Regions from separate parts of the Mus musculus genome. Here region 2 is linked to region 1. The links are chromatin contacts, called in public Hi-C maps. All regions are on one chromosome and are shown on one strand. Each heading gives the region's core, a stretch centred on a gene start, on an enhancer-like site or on the middle of the called end of the contact. The rest is flanking DNA. Distances are from core to core; before and after follow the strand shown. Region 1 has its middle 11 kb from the start of Gm39332. Region 2 has its middle 55 kb from the start of Gm31816.

Evidence for each region. A called contact is a pair of places that touch in the nucleus more often than the background predicts.
Region 2: a Hi-C map of liver shows a contact between it and region 1, with 2.7 times the contacts expected there. The contact joins two enhancer-like sites. A contact is called at or near these places in 4 of 484 Hi-C or Micro-C datasets (liver, nephron progenitors and olfactory sensory neurons) and 1 of 115 datasets of contacts at active chromatin or transcription factors (pancreatic cancer cells).

What each region holds. Positions count from the first base shown.
Region 1 is chr9:47,252,056-47,257,342 of GRCm38.p6, reverse strand. No RefSeq gene overlaps it. Among named protein-coding and RNA genes, the nearest start is that of Gm39332, 11 kb to the right of the region's middle. Within about 2 kb of position 2,917, at least 19 of the 459 cell types and tissues checked have an H3K27ac peak or open chromatin away from gene starts, as enhancers often do. A contact at or near this core is called in liver, where this site is marked.
Region 2 is chr9:47,420,171-47,425,523 of GRCm38.p6, reverse strand. No RefSeq gene overlaps it. Among named protein-coding and RNA genes, the nearest start is that of Gm31816, 55 kb to the right of the region's middle. Within about 2 kb of position 2,598, at least 68 of the 459 cell types and tissues checked have an H3K27ac peak or open chromatin away from gene starts, as enhancers often do. A contact at or near this core is called in liver, where this site is marked.

The DNA.
Region 1 (5,287 bases), core at 1,668-4,167:
AGTGCCTTGTTCCTCCCTGTCTTTTCAAAAGTATCCTTAGAAAACAGATGCAGGCATTTCAGGTAGGAAGTGTGGTAGAGTCTTAACCTGGTCTATCACTTGATCTGCAGGGCAAAGCATCATTGCTGAGTGTCTCATGAATGCCCCAAACAAAGGATTACAGAACTCTAAAGAAATAGCCATTTCTTCTGGCAGGTATATCAAGAAAAGGTGGTGGGAATGTTTGAGCTGGGTAGGAATGGACTAAGGAAAAGCCAGGGGCACTTTCATGCAGAGGAAAGAGATGAGGCAAAAACCCAGTTGTGGAAAAGCAGTGCTTGTTCAAGAAAAAGCAAATAGATCAGATCGTTTGGAGCATACTCTGTGTCAAGGAAATAGTAGGAGTAAGGCCAGAAAGGTAGGTTAGGGACAAATTATGGAGGACTTTGAATACCAGACTGATGAGAGTGAGCTATGTTCAGTAGGCAGTGGGGAGCCGTTGAAGACTTTAGAACCCCAGAATGATGTGATCAAAGGAGTACTTGAGGAAGATTAATTTGGTTGTGGTGGATAGAATGGTTTAGAGAATAGGAAGACGGCAGAGTTCAGTACATAAAGGACACCTTATAAATGCCTGTTGAATAAAATGTTTGAACAGAGCAAAGGAGAGGCCATTGCAAATATCTCCTCACAAGAGGGAAAAGGTCTTAAGGCGGTGACAAGGAGGAACGGAGGGTAGGGGAAGAATGCTTGTGACTGGCAGAGGAGACACGCCAGTGGGAGGACCTGCTGTGCAGATGAAAGCCATGATTGCTTTTGGGCTAGCAGGGAAACTGTGGGCCCTCTCCTCTAAGAAGGGGGTCAGAGGAGGTCAAAGGCATGAGGTGGTTTGCCAAGTGCTGGAAGTGTAATAGATAGGAGACTGGTCGCTTTGAGTTGACCCCCACCATATCACCTACCCCATCCTTCCTCTCTTTAGAGAAGAGCTTCTCTGTCAGGTCAACTATGTGATTCTAACTATCTGTCCACCATCTTCTGTAGCAGCAGACTTCAGGCCCTGGTCAAAGCAATTGGCCCAAAGATGGTCACCGGATCCTATCTGATTGATAGGAGCACTCTTCTGAGATTCCTGAGGGACTGGGGCTGGTAGGCCAGTTTTGGAATGTGGGGTCTCTGCAGGAATGGTATGGGGTATGGGACACGCTGAACATGATCTCCAGCAGTGTCTTCAATGCTGGGGGAAGAGTGACCCATAGACCCATAGCAGGAGACAAGAACAGCAGAGGTGTGGACAGACTCAGTTACAATAGGGCCTGGAGTGGAAGGAGAAGCCAGATCAGGAGGGTTTTGAGAACTGTGCTCTATGTCATAGACAGACAAAGCACAAGGCTCAGAACATACAGCAGGACTTGTGGTTATTTTCTCACAGCTGATTTAGAGGTGTCTGTGTGTGTGTGTGTGTGTGTGTGTGTGTGCATGTATGTGTATATCATGTGTGAGTATGTATGTATAACTGCATGTGGTGCTTGTATGGTATAGCATGTGTGTCTATGTGTGTATGAGTGTGTAGTGTGGCATGTATTGTCATAGTAGTGTATGTATGGTATAATGTATTTATGTGGGTGTGTATATGTGGTGTGTGTGTTTATATGTGTGTGTTTGTGTGTGTGTGGTGTGAGTATGGTATAGTGTGTGGGCCATGTGTGAATGTGTGGTTTGTATCTATGTTTTGTATATTTTACGTGGTATATATATATGTATGTGGTGTTTATCTGTGTTGTATGCATTGTCTATGGTGTGTGTGTGTGTGTGTGTGTGTGTGTGTGTGTGTGGTGTACTGTAGAATGTGTGTGCCATGTGTATGTGGTATTTGTCTATGTTGTGTGCATGGTATGTGGTGTGTATGTTATGTAGTGTGTGTGTTTGTGTGTATGTGTGCATGTGGTTTACTGTATGTGTGCTTGTATGTGTGTGCATGTGTGTATCCATGCCTGTGCACATATGGAGATTATAGGAAACTTTAAAAGTTTCCTATAACCTATCCTCCGTGGCCTTATCCTCTTGCGACAAGATTTCTCATTGAACCTGGTACTAGTTGCCATCCAGCAAAGCCCAGTGACCCTCCTATCTCTGTTTCCCACAGTGCTTTGGTTACAGCTCTATGTAGCCATTTCTGGCTAGTTCATGTGGTGGTGGAATTCAAACTCAGGTCTTCATGCTTGCAAAGCAGGTGCTTTGATTCTCTGAACCATCTCTCTAAACCTTGGAGAATCCTTAAGATGGGTGCTGTAGTGTGGAGAAATGTCCTCAATGGGCTTACATGTTAAAGCTTGGTCTCACAGTTGTGACCCTAGAAGGTGGACATGGTACCAATTGGGAGGGTCCTAGGTCACTGAAGAAATATTCTTAATGGGAATTTGGAGACTCCCGTCTCTTCCTGTCTCTTTTGTACTTCATGGTTCCTATGATGGCTGATTTTGCCATGTTCTCATGCCACGGTGTGCTGTTTTGCCAGAGGTTCAAAACAATGAGCTGAGGTCACCCAACAATGGTCTACAACCTCCAAAGTTTCAAGGCGAGATAAACCTTTTCTTTTTGTAAGTCAGATGTCTCAGGTATTTTGTTACAGTAATGGAAACCTGAGCTAATGTAGTGACTAACACGAATATTGTTTTGGTTCCTCTTATCAGGCTCCACATTAGGTGGGGAGTCCTCAATTCATGTCTGGGTTGGCTTTCTCTTGCAGTGATAAATGTCATGGCCAAAAGCAGCTCAAGGAAGAAAGGGTTAATCTGGGTCACAAAACCTGGAGGCAGGAACTGCAGCAGACGGCATGAAGGAGTGATGTTTACTAGTTTGATCCTCTGGCTTGCTCGGCTTGCTTTCTTATATGACTCAGAGCCACCTGCCCAGGTCAGGCACCACCCACAGTGGACTTGGCCCTCCAGGCTCACTCATTAATCAACTAAACATCCCACGCAGTGGCCCACAGGACAATCTTTATAGAGGTGTTTTCTTAAGAGAGGTTCCTTTTCCCCTATAGTCCTGTTTTTAGTTTTGCGTTAACTTGACACAAAACAAACAAGGACAGTCCGTTTGTATGTTTTTGTTCTTTTTTTCCTTCTTCTTCTTTCTTTGTCTTAAGTTTACCTGTTCTCTCCACTGCTGGCTCTCAGGCTAAACCTGCCTGTGTCCTCTCCCTCTTCCATGTGGCAGCAAAGGATATTTAGGGACTAATTGGCCTTTGGTTAAACATCAAAGACCATGAAATTCCATCACCCGACTAAGGGAACCATGCAGCCCAGAATTCGCTTCCTCGAGGGCAGCTGCCTGCTGTCCTTCTGGCTGCATTCCCTTTATATCTGTGCCCTGAGTCCGATGCCAGTTTAAACAGTTCGTTTTATGTCTGAGAGTTGTTGCTGTAGCTATCCCTCGACGTTTATCAGGCTATCTAGCTGCAAGTAACAGAAACTTAATTTGAGCTATGTTTGCAAAGCGTATGTCAGCAGATATTACAGGGAAATCTCACTTTTGTGAGTGTGTGCACGTGTGTCTGTGTGTACGTGTATGTGTATGTGTAGGTGAGTGTATGTGAACTTATATATAATGTATATCTATATGTGGGTGAGAATGTTTGTGAGTGTATGTGGTTATGTGTGAGTGTGTGAGAATGTTTGTATATGAGGTTTTATTGGTATTTGTGTGTGTGTGTGTTTGTGTTTAAGAGTGTCTTGTGTAAGTGTGTATGTAATATGTCAGTATGTAGGAGTTTGACAGGAAGTGTGTATAAGTGTATGTATGAGTGTATGTGCATACACGTATACATGTATATATGTCTCTGTGTGTGCAGACGTGTGCCATAGTGGGTACATGAAGTCAGAGGACAATGCTGGATGTGGGTCCTCACCTTCTACCTTGTTTTGATGCACAGCCACCTGTTCCTGTGGTGCACCCAGGCTGTGGCCTGTGAGTGCAGAGTGATGCCTTCGTCTCCACTGTCCACTTCTTTGATGGACCTACTGCTGTTGTGGACTCCTGTGCTACTGCCTCCAGCTGGTCACATGGGTTATGAGAACCCAGACTTAGTTAGCTTGAGCATCAAGCGCTTTACCTTCTGATCCATCTCTTCATCTGGCCATCAGGATCCATTGTCCCCAAGTGCACAGTCTGTACATTTCTGCTGGACTTCATCAGGTCTGTGTGTGGAGAGACTTTCTCCAGATGGCAGTGTTATGTTGTTAGCCTCCCTCAACAGAAGACAAGAAACATCCCAGCAAAGAGGCTTTGTTGTTTAGACATGCTCCCAGAACCATCCTTGGACTTATTGCTATGGCCAGGGGCCCAGGAAGCAATGACAGGCTGGACCTGGCTGTCACATGCCTTCAGCTGTTATTGGGGATGATTAGCATCTCATTAGAATCACGTGACTGACATGACAGAGAATCAATACTTTAAAGAAAAGGAGGACAGTGTAGGTGGTATTGTTGGGGGCCAATTCAGAACCATAGATCTATAACCACACTCCTGTGGCATGGCAAACCGTCTCTGTCAGCCCAAGGAGACATTATGCATAGCTGTCACTCAGAGTTTCCTCTCAGACTCAGTGGGCTGGCAGATGAGGTGGAAGCTGAGCTCTGAGGTTTTCCTCTCCTCCTCTCTGGCTGCACTCTGTGACAGCCATCATTCCCCTTGTGCAGGTAGTTCCTGATCTCCCGAGGCCCCAGGCTGGGGTGGCAGAAGAGGCTTAGATCAGGATGGGGATGTGTGTGGGAGGAGAGGAATAGCTGGGCGGGCTGCTGAGCCGAGAGAGATGAAGGTGCATTGAGGCAGGAGCCTGAGGGCAGCTTGCCCATTTGCTGCCTGAGTGTGGCGGGAGGACTCCATGCTTTCTGTGGGCCTGTGTTAACTCGCTCTGTGACCCTAGGCTACACACTTAATTGCTCAGGGCCTCTTCCCTTCACTCTCATCTGGCCAGTAGGGGTAGTGACATGACTGAGCTAGCAGAAGCTGTACCTTCCAAGGGGAGAAGCTAATTTGAAACTTGGTGCTATGTAAATGGTTCCCAGACCTCTTGGTATCCCAGGAGCCCATGGCATGAAACCCCAAGCCCTTTGGGTAGAAAGCAGGACTCTCTAGATCTTGATTTAGAATTTTGTGATTTTTTTTAACCTACAGAACCATGGTACTCTTCTAGTTGGGCTGCACACTGATAGATGCAAGTGGGTATGTGGTTTCCCAGAGGTTTCGAGCACAGGCTCTAAAGCTGGGTCTACAGTGCCACGGGAGCTCTAGGGGAGAACAGGAGTTT
Region 2 (5,353 bases), core at 1,349-3,848, 170 kb before region 1:
CTATCTCCCTTGGTTCAATCCAGATGACTTCACGGAGCCTTTCCTGATGTCTCGGAGAGACTTCCGGTTTGATTTTCATTAAATTAATGTGGCTGGCTGTGATCATGACTGGCCTTGCCACTGCAGTGTAAGCTCCTTACCTCAGGTCCTTATGCTCACACAGTAGGCACTTTACTGACTGAGTCACCTTCCCAGCCACGGCAACTGTAATTCTCATAGATCCCTGGTAACAGGACCCAAGCATATCATATTGCGTCTTTTGAAGAAAGGCCGGGTAGGTTTGTGAAAACTAAACACACACCTCGCCTGTGAACGTTCAATACACCTATTAGTAACATACCCAAAAGAAAGTGTATACTTACAAGGAATTTGTGGACAGTTCTTAGCAGCCTTATGGATTAGAACCCCAACCTGGAAATAGTCCAGGTGTCCCCCACAGGGGATTGGATAGAAACAGAGAAGCTCTACTCAGTATTTAAAAGCAATGAACTAGTGATCCATGCATCAATACAGGTGACTATCTCAAACAAAGATTATCTTCTGTACTATTCCATCTCCAGGAACTCGCATGGCAGGAAAATTTAATATATTCTGACAAAAATTACAACAGCAGTGGTCTGTGTTGACAAGAGTGGGGTTTGAGCAGGTGGTACTATGTTTTCTGGGGTGCTGGCCATCATCCATAGGGTTCACAGTTTACACAAGCGCGTGCATTCATTGAAATTCTTCGAATGATAACATTAAGATTTGTACACTTTGTGGCATATATGTCATACTTAAAAAGCCATGAACAAATATTGAACTCTAATGATATGTGTCTAAGGGTAAAGTGCACAGATGAATGCATTTCATCTTGAAATGAATCGAAAAGTGTGAGTGCCACAGAGTAAAATGAGGAGAAATGGCTCTGGAGGGAGACGTGCTGAAGGAAACACAGCACTGACCATACAGCCTGGGGCGTAGGTCTCTGCATGACCTCTCCACGTTCTCTCAACTTCTCTGCTGTGTTTGATTTTTTTTTTAACAATAAAATATTGGGAAAATAAACCCATTCATTAAATGGCTAATAATTTGCCAACCAACCAGCCAATCAATTACTAAGTGAGCTGATAGAGCATTCCCTAAATTTTACTTACTGGCTACTTCCTCTGTCATTATCGACAGACTTTTATAATAATTTACCTGAACTTAACTTGTATTAAGAACCTTTGGCCTACCCTGGTTTCATCCTGAGAAATGATGCTTATGAAATCATGTATGACATATAAATTATATTTAATGGTACAACAAATATTAATATAAATCAACTGATAATTGCTTGCTTGCATGCCATATGAATTATGTCACTTACCCTCACATATGCCCATATACACTTCAGAAAATCTGATCTCTGCTTTGTGCTGCATGTGTGGGGTGAGAGGTTCTTACAGATTATAGTGTGGCCTCTGGCTTCAAAGAGCATTAGGGACTGTCCCCTAAAGGTCCAACGGACAGAATGCACGCGCTGTGCAAGGGTCAGCAGAAGCTAGAGCAGGACCCAAGTGCCCGGGAAATGTCTGTAACCAGCCTCATTCCATAAAAAACAAAGACAAAAATCACAGGTGATACACGGGTCAACAGGCTCTCTCTATGCTCAGGACAAGCATAGAGAAGAAGAGACTCTTCAAAGCCTCAGGTGCTGGTCCTCCATTGGATAAGCAGCCTTGCTGTGTGTGAGCTTTGCAGAGAGGAAGGTAGACTCAGAAGCCATCCAATCACAGGCCTGTGGCCTCCTTCCCCACCTTCCACTCTACCAATTCTCCTCCTCTTGATTGTCAATTAAAATAAACAGCCTTGCATTCCACAGCCTGGTTTCAATCTATCTTGGCTGGGAGGATGCGGGCAGATTTGTGGCAGTGCCCGAAAGTCCTTGCTCAACCTTTTTAATATCTGAACAAAGCAATCAAACCCGATAAGATCTAGCAAAGGCAAGAACACTCTTCTATCCCCAGAATGGAAGCTGATTAGTCCATGGCCCACATCATCAGAGTTATTGTGCCATGTGAAATTTATTGGTGCTATCTCACCTCATTAAATACTTAAATAGACCTGACAGGACAGAAAAACGGGCTTTTTAGTTCCCCCGCACCCCATCCTCCAGGCAAAGGGGCTGGCATTTCCCATGTTCCAGTTCACCTCTGCTACAGCTGTTGGCAGGGAAATAGGAAAGCAGAGTGCTGCATGAGATGGAAGATTCTGGATGGCTGTGTGGACTCCAGAGATCCTCCAGCTCTGTCTTCAAGATCCCCACCTATGCACATCCCCGTGGGAACAGATAAAGAGCAAGACAGGGGACCATGGTGCTTCGTCTCTTTGCTGAGTTACCCAAGTCCGTCAGCCTAGTCAGAGGCTTGTCAGGCAGTGTGTGCATGTGGGGTGTGTGTGTGTGTGTGTGTGTGTGTGTGTGTGTGTGTGAATGTGTGTGTGTTGAGTGGGGGTAGGGTCAAGGGTGAATGAGCTGCAAAACAAAGAACTCTCAGACCCTCCTCCAGCCCCGGGCTTGTGTTCTTTATTTAGCAAATAGCCCTGGCATTGGCCATAGCTGGACCCAGGCCAAGGCCAGGATTTCCCTAGATTCTGAGCTAGAGAATTTGGCAGTCTGGCAACACTCTACAGAGAGCCACTAGCCTGAAGGTTTCAAACAAATTACAAATGATGAGCAGTGAGTGTCAACAAATGTGGATGTGTGTGTCATGTGGGCCTTGCCTCTCCCCCGCCCGCCCCCATGATGGGAAGTGTGTATGTGTGTGTGTGTGTGTGTGTTGCATTAATCCAGCACAGAAAATCAGGGACTGGAGAAACTTTGCAATCTACAAAATGTTCCAGAGAGGGTCGAGTGAAGAAATGAATGACTCTTCCTCATTTATCAAGCCAATTTTATCCTCAGCCAAGGAGATTTGGGACACAGTCTCTCTACATCCCCTTCCTCTCCTCAGATCTCCACCTGCTGTGAAGGTCTCTTTTCTCCAGCTGTTTCCCTCTTCCAGCCTAGGTCCTCGTTTGCACCTTGTTAATAACATGGGCAAGGGGCCAGGAAGCAGCTCCCGGGCGCCTTCCGTTCCTAATGTCCTAAATGGCCATGACACTGCGCTTAATTTCCGTTTTAGTGCAACTGCTGGCAGGACATCAGTGGGCTGAGACCTGGGTCCTGTGACAGGATCTTCAACAGCGACCATCAGCCTCCCTGTAATTAGATGCTGCTTGGAGTCTGCTGTCCTGTAGTGTGGGGAGCTCTGTGGACTTATGTAACTGTCCCTCTGTTCAGAGCACAAGGCTTTTTACAACCTCGGAGTCTCCCAGCGTTGAAACAGCTCTAATCCCCTGCCCACCCTGGGAGGGAAAGCAGGCCATGGCCAGATGGGTTATCTGTGTTATCGGTTTAGGATAGTGTGGGACATGTAAAACCCTGGGCTACTGCAGAAAACCATGATGGTTGATATTTACCAACTGGGGAGCTTTGCTTTTTATCTTTTCTGGAATGTTCCACGGTGGATTTTAGGAAATGAAATGGTCAGGAGACATTGACAGGGGTTTGGCTGCCTTCAATGCACATAAAAAGTGTTAAACAGGACACATGCTTGCAATCTCATCCACTCAGATAACTGAGTCAGGATGATCCCAAATTCACAGAAGGCATGACTGGGATACTGAGTGAGTTCAAGTCCAGCCTGGGCAATTCAGTAAGACCCAGTCTCAAAATAATGATGGTGGTGATGGTGATAATTATGATGATGATGACGACGACCATGATGACAAAGACGATGATGATGATGAAGACAACACGATGATGACTGGGTATATAGTTCCATGGTAGAACACTGACCTAGAATGTACAAGGTCCTGGGTTCAATCCTGTGCTACTGAATGGATAAATAATAATAATAATAAATAACATACAGTTTAAAAGTCAAGTAAAGAAATAAGGAGATGGCTCAGTGAGTAAAGAGCTCGCCATGCAAGAATGGAAACCTGAGTTTACCCTCAGATCCCACGTAAAGCCAAGCACAGCAGTGCGTGAGCCCAGGACTCATCAGGCATTCGGGAGGTAAAAGCAGGAGAATCCCTGGAAGGCTCAGACCAGCTAGTGTGGCATATGCCCAGTAAACACCAGCTACAGCCTGTCTTAAATAAGGTAGAGGTGAGGGCAGATACATCAGAGGTTGTGCTCTAAACCCACCATGTGCATGCCTGTATGCATACACCCCATCCCCCCAAAGATAAGCAAATGGTTGCCCTATAGTCACAACGAAGGAATGCCAATCATGGCAAGAACTTTCTTGAAACAGGAAGCCTATATGTGCAGTACCAAGAAGGTCCAGTTTGACTTGAACTGGATACGGGTTTGAGTGAGGGCAGGGAGGGTAGAACCGGTGATTTATACCGTCTTGATGATAGTGCATCTTCATCTAGAAGATATATCGTCAATTACTGATAATGGCTTCCTGCATGGCTTTAACTCAAGGGCAGGTTCAGTATGAGGCTGAGCTGTCGAGGGCCGTCAAAAGAGGGACAGTAGGGATGAAAGTTACTTTGGAGAGCATAGGACTGGACACTTCAAACCAGCCTTTCCCCACAGGGTTCAATGAGGGAGCAAATGCTAACTAAAACCCAAATTCATAATACTCTAGGGCAGACTGTATATCTTCAGAGAAGCCCAGTATCTTTCTTAATTCCTAGGTCCTGTTGGCTTTCATTCACAGCATATAGGTCGGAGGATTGAATGGGTATTTTCCTTCCCATCTTTCAGACCAACAAAAGAAATCCACTCCCATATGGACAACTGTGCACTGGCCACACTTCCTTCAGTAGTTCCTAGTTCAGGGATCTCAGCACATGGTTAGGGATCTGGGGATCACTGAAGGAGCTTGATAAACATGATCCCCAAGGGGCTGGAGAGATGGCTCTGCAGTTAAGAACACTGATTGCTCTTCCAGAGGTCCTGAGTTCAATTCCCAGCAACCATATGGTGACTCACAACCATCTATAACAGGGTCCGATGCACTCTTCTGGTGTGTGTCTGAAGACAGCTACGCTGCACTGATATAAATAAATAAATAAATAAATAAATAAATCTTAAAAAAATAGATTTCCACACCAATAGATATGTGGCCCAAAGTTTCAGGGGTGGGTAGGTGTTGTAACGGGCTCCCCTTGTTAAGGGAACAGGTGATTGGGAACCTCTGTCTCTGTTCTATTGTCAATCTTGCCTTCCCAGTTAGAGAAACTAACTCCTCACGGAGTTCTCCTCATCCCAGTGACCTCCCTTCCCATCCTGGAGTCTTCAGTCTTTTCAGGGTTGGAAGTGGTCTTAACA